2 separate regions of the Canis lupus genome follow, and region 1 is linked to region 2. The links are chromatin contacts, called in public Hi-C maps. All regions are on one chromosome and are shown on one strand. The core of a region is the stretch at or near the end of the contact, and the rest is flanking DNA. Distances in the headings are between cores, read along the strand shown.

Evidence for each region. Hi-C and Micro-C count contacts between places; a contact is called where the count stands out from the background.
Region 1: a contact with region 2 is called in a Hi-C map of blood, with 5 times the contacts expected there. The contact joins two enhancer-like sites. A contact is called at or near these places in 4 of 9 Hi-C or Micro-C datasets (amygdala and blood).

Annotation. Positions count from the first base shown.
Region 1 is chr31:28,629,310-28,635,924 of UU_Cfam_GSD_1.0, forward strand. It overlaps IFNGR2 (interferon gamma receptor 2), which reads left to right. Exons shown (of 7, transcript XM_038581382.1): 5 at 1-157; 6 at 549-706; 7 at 5,304-5,994. The coding sequence ends at 5,444. Among named protein-coding and RNA genes, the nearest start is that of IFNGR2, 36 kb to the left of the region's middle. Within about 2 kb of position 4,497, at least 4 of the 20 cell types and tissues checked have an H3K27ac peak or open chromatin away from gene starts, as enhancers often do. A contact at or near this core is called in blood, where this site is marked.
Region 2 is chr31:28,415,072-28,421,666 of UU_Cfam_GSD_1.0, forward strand. No RefSeq gene overlaps it. Among named protein-coding and RNA genes, the nearest start is that of IFNAR2, 27 kb to the right of the region's middle. Within about 2 kb of position 2,195, at least 5 of the 20 cell types and tissues checked have an H3K27ac peak or open chromatin away from gene starts, as enhancers often do. A contact at or near this core is called in blood, where this site is marked.

The sequences.
Region 1 (6,615 bases), core at 3,247-5,746, 220 kb after region 2:
AAAGGCCCTTTCAGGAGCAACTCCATTGTGTTGAATGACCTGAAGCCCTTAAGAGAATATTGTTTACAAGTCAAGGCGCAACTGGTTTGGACAGTTTCAAAGCTCTCTAGACTCGGACATTTAAGCAACGTATCTTGCTACGAAACAGCAGCAGATGGTAACGTAGGACACCTCACGGCCTTTCTGAGCTGGGACAAGAATCCTCCCCAAGTAGTGAAATCAGGGATGGCTTACTAGGTGGAGGGACGTAGGAGTGGGGATACCCAGAGAGAAGGGCAAGAAGCAAGGACAATCTCCTTGCTGAGAAGGAAGGAGAAGCTGAGATCGACAGTAATAACAGCCCCAAACAGCTAACGGTGCTTGCTTGATTTTAGGATTGCCTCTACTAGCTACTCATTCAGGCATGTGAGGCTGGGTGGAGGAGGGACAGTATGTGTCCATTTCATGAGGACAGTGAAGCCTCTAAGCAGTTGGTAGATCAAGAATGACCTGATATTTATTTCCCGTGTGGGATGAGCCTCTTGTTCACTTTTGTGTCCTCTTCTTAGCCACTACCAAGCTTCAGCAAATCATCATAATTGCCGTGGGAATCTTTCTGTTGCTGTTGGCACTGGCAGGGGCCTGTTTCTTCCTGGTCCTGAAATACAAAGGCCTGATAAAATACTGGTTTCACTCTCCGCCAACCATCCCATTACAAATAGAAGAGGTACGTATGCACATGTCTAGTGGGTGACATCTTAGCACTCCACGGCCCCCCTGGTAATGCCTAAGGGTATGGCAGGGGACAAAGCCATGGGCATAGAGAGTTGAGTTAAAAAGTGGTATAGGGCAGGGGTGCCTGGGTGGCTCAGTTGGTTGAACATCCCGCTCTTGATCTTGGCTCAGGTCTTGAGCTCATGGTTGTGAGTTCAAGCCCCACGTTGGGCTCTGCGCTGGGCATGAAGCCTATTTTTAGAAGGGTTATTTGTACACCCGGGTTCATAGCAGCATTATTCACAACAGCCAAATGGTGCAAGCGACCTAAGTTTCCGTCACTGGACGAATGGATAAGCAAAATGTTGTCTATCCATACAGTGAAATGTTATTCAGCCATAAAAAGGAAGGAGTTTCTGACCCAACGTGAATGGACCTTGAGGATATTATGGTAGATATTAAACCGGTCACAAAAAAGAGAAATACTGTGTGATTCCACTTCTATAAGATACTTGGAGGAGTCAAATTCATAGAGGCCATTCAAAGTAGAGTGGCGGGTACCAGGGTCTGGGCAGGGAGGAAGAAGTGGGGAGTTAGTCTTTCATGGGGATGATATTTTAGTTTTGTAAAATAAAAACAGTTCCAGAGATGGTGGTGAGGGTTGTACAGCCGTGTGAACGTATTTTATGCTACTGAGTCGTACACTTAAAAGCGGTTAAGATGTAACTTCTATGTTATGTGTATTTTCCCGCGATTTAAAACACTTTTTTAATGGCATGAAGTTGGTGAAAAAAGGTAGCCAGTTCCTGGCCTGGCCAAGAAATTGGCACATGAGCCCCATGCCTTTAGGAGAAAGCCCCCAGGGAGCCTGGCAGAGGATAGGGAGGTGGCAAAGACAGGGGTCTAGAGCATGGGCTGTGGGTCAGATGTGTGCACTTAGAAGGATTCTAGGGCAAATGCACCCAGGGCTGTGAGTACAGAGCCTTGCACGCCGAGAGCTCCCTGGATGTTACTGGTATTTTGAAAGACCTGAGGAAGGAGGGTGGACGGGGTCTCGTGGGACAGTGGATTTCCTGCACAGCCCCACCCGCCCCGAGGCTCTGAGGTGGCCTGGCCCTCCGAGGACACCATGGGGGACACGCTTAGGGTCAGAAGTGAGCCAACAGAAGATCATTTAAAAGGATTTGCTTCTGGAAATTTATTGGCAGCAAAATCGGGGCAAAGGTACTGGAAACAGAATCGCACTCTGTTACACCTCGACAGAGTAGGCGTTAGATAAAGTCCAAGTTTGCGGAGAAAGAGCAGTGCTTCCAGAAAGAGCTATATGTTGTGCCCAAGATCACAAATCCGAGAAACCGCCAAGGAGCCGACACCGATGCAAGCACACGAAGGTTTATTTACAAGCTCGAGCCTGGGTCCAAGTGTACCCGACGCAGCGGAGCAGGGACTTGGACCCCGAGACTAAGAGGCTTAGCAACTTTATAGGGGCCAGTGGCCAATGGGATACGCAGAGAGTTGCGCAGTCATGCTGGTCCGCTGAACCGGATTTCTGGTTAGGGTGTGCCCTGGTCTGACTAGGGCGGGGTAGTGCCCTCAGTAATAAGCAGGTCAGCACAAGGCGGGTGCAGCCCAAACTAGAGTCAGTCCTGCTCTGCTTGTCCAGGGGTAGGGGATTTTGTTTAATTTCCTGGGTCCCACACTGTAGTCCCTCATCTTCCTTCCCTTGTCGGGGTATTTAAAGTACACAGACATAATACAAATTACATGTTCAGGGGCCCCTGGGTGGCTCAGTGGTTGAGCGTCTGCCTTCAGCTCAGGTCATGATCCAGGGGCCCCAGGATCGAGTCCCGCATCAGGCTCCCCATGGGGAGCCTGCTTTTCCCTCTGCCTGTGTCTCTGCCTCTCTGTGTGTCTCTCATGAATGAATGAATGAATGAATGAATGAATGAATGAATGAATGAATGAATGACAAGTTACATGGTAAATTCCCTCCTAGAACCTCCATGCAGATCCTGCATGATTCCAGGCACATGAGGCCTCCAGAGTAGTCAGCGTCATAGAAGTGATACGGGAGAGCTTGGATCTTGTCTGACAAAGTCAAAGAATGAATCTCATGGACATGAGAGTCTTGGGAGTGAGCCAAGTGACAGAAGTTTATTAAGCAGACATACAGGGAAAGCTCCCCACAGGGTGGCCAGTGGGGGCCTTCACGTCCCTCTTTTATAGGAAACTGACCAGGGTGCTTGGTAAATTTCTTGTCCCTACCAGGGTGGATATTTAGAACAAACAGGTGGACTTGTAACTATCATAATAACAAACAAGATGTTTTTGTAAATATCATGAGCCCAAACAAGGTGCTCCCTTCTCTCTGGTTAACATCTCCTCCATAACATTTGTCTACATCTGGGATTTCAGTGAACCTAGTCCGGTAGCCCATGGCCTTGAGGTTCTTATGCAGTCTTGGTTTGAGCAGGGACTATTTTTAAATATTTTTTTAAATGTGTTTATTCATGAGAGAGAGAGAGAGAGAGAGAGAGAGGCAGAGATACAGGCAGAGGGAGAAGCAGGCTCCATGCAGGGAGCCCGACGTGGGACTCGATCCTGGGACCCCAGGATCAAGCCCTGGGCTGAAGGCAGGCGCTAAATCACTGAGCTGTCCCTGAGCAGGGACTATTAATAACACTTTAATGGCATATTTCTGTGATTGCTTAGTAACCATTAGAAGGGGCGGTACCCCCTAACATTTTGGAACCAGGGAACCAGGTTTATTTTTCCTGTTTCTGTCTTATCTCTGTTTTCTTGGGATTGGTAGGAGCCTGACTCTGGGGCCTTTCCCTAATCTTTCCTTGCCTCGCCCTGTCTGCCCCTAACTCGTTCCTACATCAGAAGCAGGGGTGGAGGGCAGCCCCAGTGGCTCAGCAGTTTAGCGCCGCCTTCAGTCTGGGGAGTGATCCTGGGGACCCGGGATCGAGTCCCATGTCGGCTCCCTGCGTGGAGCCTGCTTCTCCCTCTGCTGTGTCTCTGCCTCTCTGTGTCTCTCATGAATAAATAAATGGAATCTTGGGAAAAAAAAAAAAAAAAAGAAGCAGGGGGTGGAATGTGGTTGCCAGGGGCCAGGGAAGAGGGGCTCGAGGGGATGCTGTTCATTGGGTCTGAAGTTCCAGTTACGCACGATGAGTAAGTCCTGGAGATCTGCTGTACCTCATCGTGCCTATAGTTGGTACCGCATTGTGCACTTAGAAATTTATTAAGAGGGCAGCCCAGGTGGCTCAGCAGTTTAGCATTGCCTTTAGCCCAGGGCATGATCCCGGGGTCGTGGGATCGAGTCCCACATCGGGCTCCTTGCATGGATTCTGCTTCTCCCTCTGCCTGTGTCTCTGCCTCTGTCTCTCATGAATAAATAAGTAAAATCTTTTAAAATTTTTATTAAGAGGGTAGAACTCATATTAAGTGAGTTCTCTCTCTCTCTTTCTCTCTCTCTCTCACTCACACACACACACACACACACACAACCCCCAACCTTCCCTGGTTAATATTTTCACAAAATAACAGCCTTCAGTGGGACTCAGAATCTTCCTTGCATTTGTCTCTCCCTCACAGTAGAACAACCAGCAGGTCGCTAGGAAGTGAATTTACTACTAGTTTTTCCTGTGGGGTGTGGCTCTAAAACAGAGTTTCAGTTCACTTTCCTGGGAAAGTGTGAAAAATATGTATCAAAGGGCACTGAAGTTACATGAGAAGAGTGAATCAGGTTTCACTCATATTTTTGAGGTTTCAGAAGTGCACATGATTGGTTTATGTTCTCGTCATGAGTAAGCTCTCAGCTCACTGTGTGTTGCAGTGTCTCTTGGCACGTCCAAGAGCAAGGCATGGGTTTCTGGGTCACTCAGCAGTGAAATGATGGCTCAGCCTAGAGCAGGGGTGGGAGGGGAAGGGCAGATAGAGACCTCATGAGGCCCCTCTCCGTCTCTCCCCGGCCCAGCGCCCCACTTCTCTGCTCTCTGCTCCGTGTGTGTTGTGTGAAACAGAAGCAACCAGAGTGGAGGGGCTGAGGAAAACCTGGCGAACTTTCCCTCTCTTCCCCTTTAATGAGTGAACCAGATGCCCCACATCCTCCGAATTCCAGAGACGTTTTGGGAAGAGCCACCCCCGAGCCTGCAGCAAGTGCAGCAAGTCAGGCCTCGCTTCTCCCGAGCTCTGGTGTGATCTTGGTTGGCCCTTGGATTCGTGTTCAGGTTACTACTGATGTGAAGGGTGTTCTTGTTTGTTTGATTGATTGGTTTTTAAGATTTTATTTATTTATCATGAGAGACCCAGAGAGAGAGACAGAGACATAGGCAGGGGTAGAAGCAGGCTCCCTGCAGGAGCCTGATGTGGGACTCCATCCCAGGACCCCGGGATCATGACCTGAGTCAAAGGCAGATGTTCAACCACTGAGTCACCCAGGTGCCAAGCTTCTCTTGTTTTAGAAGTTGTGGTAATGGTGGTCAGCATAGGATCGCACACCTAGGGAAAATAGGCCTGTGCCGCCGCAGCTAAGAGTCAAGTGGAAGGTCTGCTCTTTTGAACTGATAAAACTAATAACAATGTTGGTTTTCAACCTTTTCTAGTATTTAAAGGACCCAAGCCAGCCTATCTTAGAGGCCCTGGACAAGGACAGCTCGCCAAAGGATGACGCCTGGGACTCTGTGTCCATAGTTTCGTTTCCAGAGAAGGAGCGAGAAGATGTTCTCCAAAGCACTTTGAACTAAAACTCTGGTCCAGTCAGCCAGCCTGTGGGATGAGAGCTCTGAGCCATTGAAGCTGCTGACGTTCCTGTCAGGACTTTACGGAGCCCTGCATTCCATAGTCCTGCCCCCAGAAGCCCGATGGTGCTTTGGAAGATGTAACAGGTCTCATGGGGGAGGCACACTTATTTTTTTTTTCCTTTAAACTAAGGGTTTTCTAATCATACAAGTTTCCAGAATTATTATACAGAGATATCCCAGAAAAATTAAGATTTCTCTTAAACACTAAAAAGCCATGCAATTATTTGTCAGCAAAATGGCTCTGACACACCTGATGTTTTGCTCATTGGCAGCCGGGACACGGGGTCCTCTCCTTGACTGGACCCCTCGAGCAGATCACATAACCTGTCTGTCCCAGCCTGTCCCAACAAGGGACAATGAGTGGCCCTTCTTCATATCCAGTCTCTCAGCTTAAAATGTGATTAGTCCTGTAAATATTATCCTGCGATTTAAGCCTTTTTTTTTTTTCAGGCTAGGGAATAAAAGATTGTGTAATTAACTTTTTACAAGTCAATGTGAATGTTGTGCTGCTTTCCACTTTATTTTGGCCTTCTTTATTTTCTGCAAAGTTCCAACTCCTAAAAATCACTATATCTGCATTTTCGTTTTCTTAAGTGATACCCAGTGGAGCTACCAAGGCCTCATGATCACTCAGAGGGAACAGTCTGCGTGCATCCCTTGGTTCCTTAGGCAGGTATAAAGGGCACTTTATTTATTATTATTATTATTATTATTATTATTATTATTATTATTTATTCATGAGAGACACAGAGAGAGAGAGAGAGAGGCAGAGACACAGGCAGAGGGAAAAGTAGGCTCCATGCAGGGAGCCTGACGTGGGACTCGATCCCGGGTCTCCAGGATCACACCCTGGGCTGAAAGCGGTGCTAAACTGCTGAGCCACCCGGGCTGCCCTAAAGGGCACTTTCAGAAGCTGCATGAGCACTTCACTTTTTAGGAGTTGTGTGTTGACCAAGGCAGGGGCTTGTAGACAGTAAAGAGAATTCGCTGATGGACAACAGTGATACCCACGGGGCATTGCACTCTTCTGATGAGGGAAGTATTGACAGGTTCTTTGGTTCAAAGGCTTTGGATTGAAAATCCATTTCTGGGACCCTTGACATTTGGGAAATGG
Region 2 (6,595 bases), core at 945-3,444:
GTGACTATCATAAATAAATAAAAATTTTTAAAAATTTTGATTTAGGCATTGCTCCAGTCTCGCGGCCCAACTGCCTTCTGCTCGCTCGCTTGCAACTTCGAGTCACCCTGTTTTCAGTGCTATTAACTTGTGAAAAGATGTACATTTTTAAATGTTTCTCCACTGTTTTCAAGAACAGGGAGAAACTGGGGCACCTGGGTGGCTCAGTCCCATTAAGCGCCTGCCTTTGGCTCAGGTCATGATCTCAGGGTCCTGGGATTAAGCCCCAGCATCTAAGCCCTGCATTCAGCTCCCTGCTCAGCAGGGAGTCTGCTTCTCCCTCTCATCCCTGCCCTTCCCCCCACTTGTGCTCACACTTGATCTCTCTCTCTCAAATGAATAAATTAAAAACCTTTTTTAAAAATTTTGTTCAGGCACCTCTTGGGGATGTTATGCAAGTAAACTTATTTAAAGACACAGGTGGAAGTCAGTGAGGTCAGTACACAAGCACAGTGGTTAGGAGCCACCTCCAGAGGCCAAGTCAGGTTCCCGAGGCATGGAATGGGGGGTTGCAGATGATGCCGTGATAATAAGAGCTACCCCAGACGTCCTCCAACCCAGTCTCAAAAACTCTCTCCTCCCTTCTGATGTCCCCTTCTCTTACTGCCGCTTCATACACCCAAGGCTGGGCAGTTCAGCTGCTTGGCCAGCCTGGAGTCGTGCAGGGACTGGTGTGCCTCACCAATCTTTCAGTTAGACAACTGCCATCTGACTGCAGGGGAGCATGCTCTGCTCCCTGCAACGGAGCCTTGTCTGGTCCACCCTGACTTAGAGCCTCAGAGCTGGAACAAGGACAATAGAGGCATCTTGAGGGATCAGGCTAAGTGGCCCCTAGACTCACCACATACCTCACCCAGCAGTCTTTAAATGTAGTCGACTCAGTGTCTAAAGAGTTGTCTTAAGGATGAACAAGTGCACTGAATAGTAAGCAGTTGTCCTACCCTATAATCAGTTCATTGCAAATAAATGTCATTTGAAAATTATTGTATAAGGACACCTGAGTGCTCAGTGGTTGAGCCTCTGCCTTCGGTTCAGGGCGTGATCATGGGGTCCTGGGGTCAAGTCCCACATTGGGCTCCCCTCAGGGAGCCTGCTTCTCCCTCTGCCTATGTCTCTGCCTCTCATGAATAAATAAATAAAATCTTTAAAAAAAAAGAAAAGAAAATTACTGTATATACTTCCTTATGCATTTTATACACCGTGACCACCACTGGTGGTCATGTGACCAGGATGTGACCAGGAAAGAACCAATTATTTGCTTAAAATAGGATTCTGGGATGCCTGGGTGACTCAGCAGTTGAGCGTCTGCCTTTGGGTCAGGTCATGATCCTGGGGTCCCAGGATCGAGTCCCACATCGGGCTCCCTGCATGGAGCCTTCTTCTCCCTCTGCCTGTGTCTCTGCCTCTCTCTGTGTGTGTCTCTGGTGAATAAATAAATAAAATCTTCAAAAAAATAAAATAAAATAGGATTCTTTGTTTAAAGTGCGCTTGTACTTAGTGAGCACGTCAGGACATTTGACACAGTTTTTTGTTTTTTGTTTTTTTTTTTTTTATTCATGGCAGACAGAGAGAGAGAGAGAGGCAGAGACACAGGCAGAGGGAGAAGCAGGCTCCATGCAGGGAGCCCGATGTGGGACTCGATCCTGGGTCTCCAGGATCACACCCCGGGCCAAAGGTGGTGCTAAACCATTGGGCCACCGGGGCTGCCCTGACACAGTTATTTTTTAAAGAGATTGAAAGCCAGAGTCTGGATCCAGAGGCCAGCAAGCCTTTCCACACCCCTCAGGTCTAGGGGACAGGGGCAGTTCTAATGAAATAAGAAAATAGTTCTGAATCAGCACTGATTGACCCAGCCGTTCATCTCTAGATCCCGGAAGTCAGCTGGGGCCCCTTTCCCTTTGGAGACCAAAGTGTGATTGGTTTGGGTCTTTCAGTACCATGACCCAGGATGAGAGCCCACTGGACCTGTGTTCTTAGACTCTCCCTCTCTGTACCCCAGCATGATCTCAGGGCTTCTTTAAGCTCTGCCAAGTGAATCCACTCATATGCAAAAAAGCATTATGACCGCTCTGGAAAATAGCATATTGTAAGGGGGGGAGGTGGGGGGGAGGAAGGGTAGAGCTCAGGGATTACATCACTTAACCCACAGGAAACAACCTCAAAATACGTGCTTTAAGATTTTGGCTTTTCCTGTGATCTGCAAGGGCTGGGTGGGGGAGTAGCTCTCTCGTGCCTGAGCTCTCTCTTTCTCCGTCTCCTTCTCCCACATCATGTCCACTCCACTGGAGCCTCCTTCTCAATCCTGGGCCTCCCCACAAGCCTCCTTCTCAACCCTGGGCCTCCAGCCCACATGGCACTATGGTGGATGTATACAGGGAAATCCAGGTCTCCCCAGGCCCCATGCCACCTGTTACTTTGCACCCCATCTAGGGGCTCACCTGAACCTTCTTTTTAACATGATCCACCCTCTTTAAAGACCAGCTAAGCTTACACATAGCTTTTAAGTTTTCGGTTTCTCTTAACAGCCCATGTAACCAGTTGTCTTGTTGAATGCCTTCTACATCATGGTGACAAAAAGGGCTCTGGAGCCGGACTCCAAGGTTAGAATCCTGGATTCACCACTTACTGTGTGTGTAACTTTGAGCAAGTTACTTATCCTCTCTGCACCTCGGTTTTCTCACCTACCAAGGGGGGAAGGTGCTAACAGCTCCTGACTCTCAGGGTTGGGGTGAGCACATGACTCAGTATGTCAGGAGCACGCCGCAGTGCCCGTGTTGTGTAGGAGCTCAGTCGGTGGTGCTGTGTGGTCTGCACGGGATGAGCTGGGAAAACAGAGCCCAGGGACAAGGAAACCCTCTACGTGGTGTCACAGTGCTGTTATGACAGAAATACAGGGTGCTGTAGGCTTTAGGGAGGGTCATCCTGCCCATATTCCGGAAGCAAGAGGCTTCCTGGAGGAAGGGACAGATAAGCAGAGTCCAGGAAGGGAAGGAGGGACCAGAAAAGAGGAGGTTGAGGGTCTTCCAGGGACAGGGAAAAGCATTTGCACGCACACCCCCACAGGGACCAGGGAAAACAGAGGTCAAGGGAGGACGCTAAGTTAGCCCAGCAGGGCAGAGGATGGGAGGAGGAGTGACCCAAAGACGGGAGCAGGAAGTGGGGACGAGAACAGCTGGCCTTCACCCCGTGGAGGAGTCTGCATTTCACCCCAAGGATGATGGGAGCCCAGAAGCCCCGTGGAGGAGTCTGCATTTCACCCCAAGGATGATGGGAGCCCCAGAAGCCCGTATGCAAGGGGGCAGAGGGATGGAATTTGCATTTTGGCAAAATGTTGCCGGCTGCTGGGTGGAAAGCGAGTGAGAGCATGGGATTTTGTATTTTTTATCTTTGCCTACAACCCACAGGAAGTGAAACATGCCCCACCACAACCAGAGGAGGTCCAGAGTTTGAGGGGAGGGAAGCTTATCCAACCCTAAGAAAAACAGTATGAGGGGCAGCCCCGGTGGCCTAGCGGTTTAGCACCGCCTGCAGCCCAGGGTGTGATCCTGGAGATCCGGGATAGAGACCCACGTCAGGCTCCCTGCATGGGGCCTGCTTCTCCCTCTGCCTGTGTCTCTGCCTCTCACTCTCTGTGTCTGTCATGAATAAATAAATAAAATCGAAAGAAAGAAAGAAGAAAGAAGAAAGAAAGAAAGAAAGAAAGAAAGAAGAACGACAGAAATAAATAAATAAAGAAAGAAAGAGACAAGAAAAGAGGAAGGAAGGAAGGAATGAAGGAAGGAAGAAGGAAGGATCCTCCCTCCCTTCCAAGACCCTCCCTCCCCCTCCCCTCCTCCTCCCTCCCTCCCTCCCTCACCCTCCCCCCGTTCCTCCTTCCTGCCGTCCTTCCTCCCCTTCCTTCCTTCCTTCCTCCTCCCTCCCCATCCCTCCCACCCTCCCTCCCTCCCGCCCCCGCCCCCGCCCCTCCCTCCCTCCCTAACCACGTATGAGGGGGCGCCTGGGTGACTCAGGTGGTGAAGTGTCTGCCTTCGGCTCACGTCATGCTCTCAGGGTCCTGGGATCGAGGCTCCCTGCTCAGCGGGGAGTCTGCTTCTCCCTCTGCCCCTCAGCACACATGTGCATGCTCCTTCTGCCTCTCAAAAAAATAAATAAATAAATAAAATATTTTAAAAAAAGAAAAAAGAAAGGACAGCAATACAATAAACAATACAATATGGCATTACAAATACCCTAATAGGGAAAATAGGGACAGGGCTTTGCAAGGGGGCTTGCAGCCCTGAAGTTCATGCTTCAGCCTTGGGGTAAAGCCACTCCTGGGACGCCGGGGTGGCTCAGTGGTTGAGCATCTGCCTTCGGCTCAGGGCGTGAGCCCGGTGTCCTGGATCGAGTCCCGCATCGGGCTCCCTGCATGGAGTCTGCTTCTCCCTCTGCCTGTGTCTCTGCCTCTCTCTGTGTGTGTCTCTCATGAATAAATAAATAAGATCTTTTTTTAAAAATGAGACTTTCCTAAACTTTAAAATAAAAAAAGGCACTTCTGATTACAACCCATTACATCCACGTCACATACACACAGACACATCACACATACATACACACATAACATACACACACACCACATACCATACACACCCTTCACTACACTTATACTACACGCACACATACACCATACACACCACACACATACTACACATTACACACACACGCCACATACCACACACACCATTCATCACACACATACTACATGACGCACACACCACACATACTACACACCAGGCACATGCACCACGTACTGCCCACACCATTCACCACATATACACCACACACCACATGTATCATTCACCGCACATACACACATCCCATACACACCACACATACACTTCATGCAATGCACACACCTGAAACAGTTCGATATTTATCATTATTATGTACAGTGTGCTGTGCTATTTTCTATTCTGCTTTCTTTCTTCTATTCCATTCCATTCCATTTTTTTTTCTAATGATGTCTGAGACTCACTAAATTGGTTTCATGAACTACTAGGTCCCAAGCTGCAGTTTGGGAAAATGCTGACTTTGAGGGAAGCATGGAAGGCCCACAGGCTGCTTGGGAATGGGGCTTTGAAGCAGAGGGGGCCGCAGGGTGTGCTGTAAGCATGAGTGGAGCCCCAGCGCCAGCTCTGACACACAGCCACCTCCCACAGTGGGGTACCAATGGGGTGACGCAGGGCCTCGGAGTCTGCTGGAGGTGCTGACACGAGCGGGCCCCTTGCTGTATTGGCATAGCTAAGCTGACCTTAAGAAGTTTTGATTTTTAAATTTTTTTTATTTAAATTCAATTCAAAAACAATTTTTAATTAAAAAAAAAACAAAAAATAAATTCAATTCAATTAGCATATAGTGTATTATTAGTTTCCAAGGTAAAGTGTAATGATTCATTAGTTGAATATAACACCCAATGCTCATTACATCACGTGTCTATAATTAATGCCTGTCACCCAGTTACCCCATCTGCCCACCCTCCTCCCCTCTAGCCACCCTGTTTGTTTCCTACAGTTGAATCCCTTATGGTTTGCCTCTCTCTCTATTTTCATCTTATTTCATTTTTCCTTCTATTCCCCTATGTTCATCTGTTTTGTTTCTTAAATCCTATTTTGTTTAGCATAATACACTCTGGTTCCATCCATGTTGTTGCAAATAGCAAGATTTCATTCTTTTTGATGACTGAGTAACATTTCACTACATAGGGATGCCTGGGTGGCTCAGCGGTTGAGCTGCCTTTGGCTCAGGATGTGATCCTGGAGTCCGAGGATTGAGTCCCACATCAGGCTCCCCACAGGGAGCCTGCCTCTCACTCTGCCTATGTCTCTGCCTCTCTCTGTCTCTCATAAATAAATAAATAAAATCTAAAGAAAAAAATTCCATCATATATATAGACCACATCTTCTTTATCCATTCATCTGTCGATGGACATCTGGGCTCTCCATAGTTTGGCTATTGTGGACACTGCTGCTATAAACATTGGGGTGCAGGTGCCCCTTCAAATCACTATGTTTGTACCCTTTGGATAAATACCTAGTAGTGCAATTGCTAGGTCAGAGAGTAGCTCTATTTTTAACTTTTTGAGGAAACTCTGTACTGTTTCCTACAGTAGCTACACCACTTTGCATTCCCACCAACCATGTGAGGGTTTCCTTTTCACCACACCCTCACAAATATCAGTTGTTTCCTGAGTTTTTAACTTTAGTCACTCTGACTGGTGTGAGGTGGTATCACATTGTGGTTTTGATTTGTCTTTCCTTGATGCTGAGTGATACAGGACATTTTTTCATGTGTCTGTTGGCCATTTGTATATCTTCTTTGGTGAAATGTCTGTGCATGTCTTCTGCCCATTTCTTGACTGGATTTTTTTGGCTTTTGGGTGTTGAGGTTGAAGAGAACACAGGCAGCAACCTTTGAATTTGGCCGGAACAACCTCTTACTAGACATGTCTCCAAAGGCAAGGGAAACAAAAGCAAAAATGAACCATTGGGACTTCATCAAGATAAAAAGCTTTTGCACA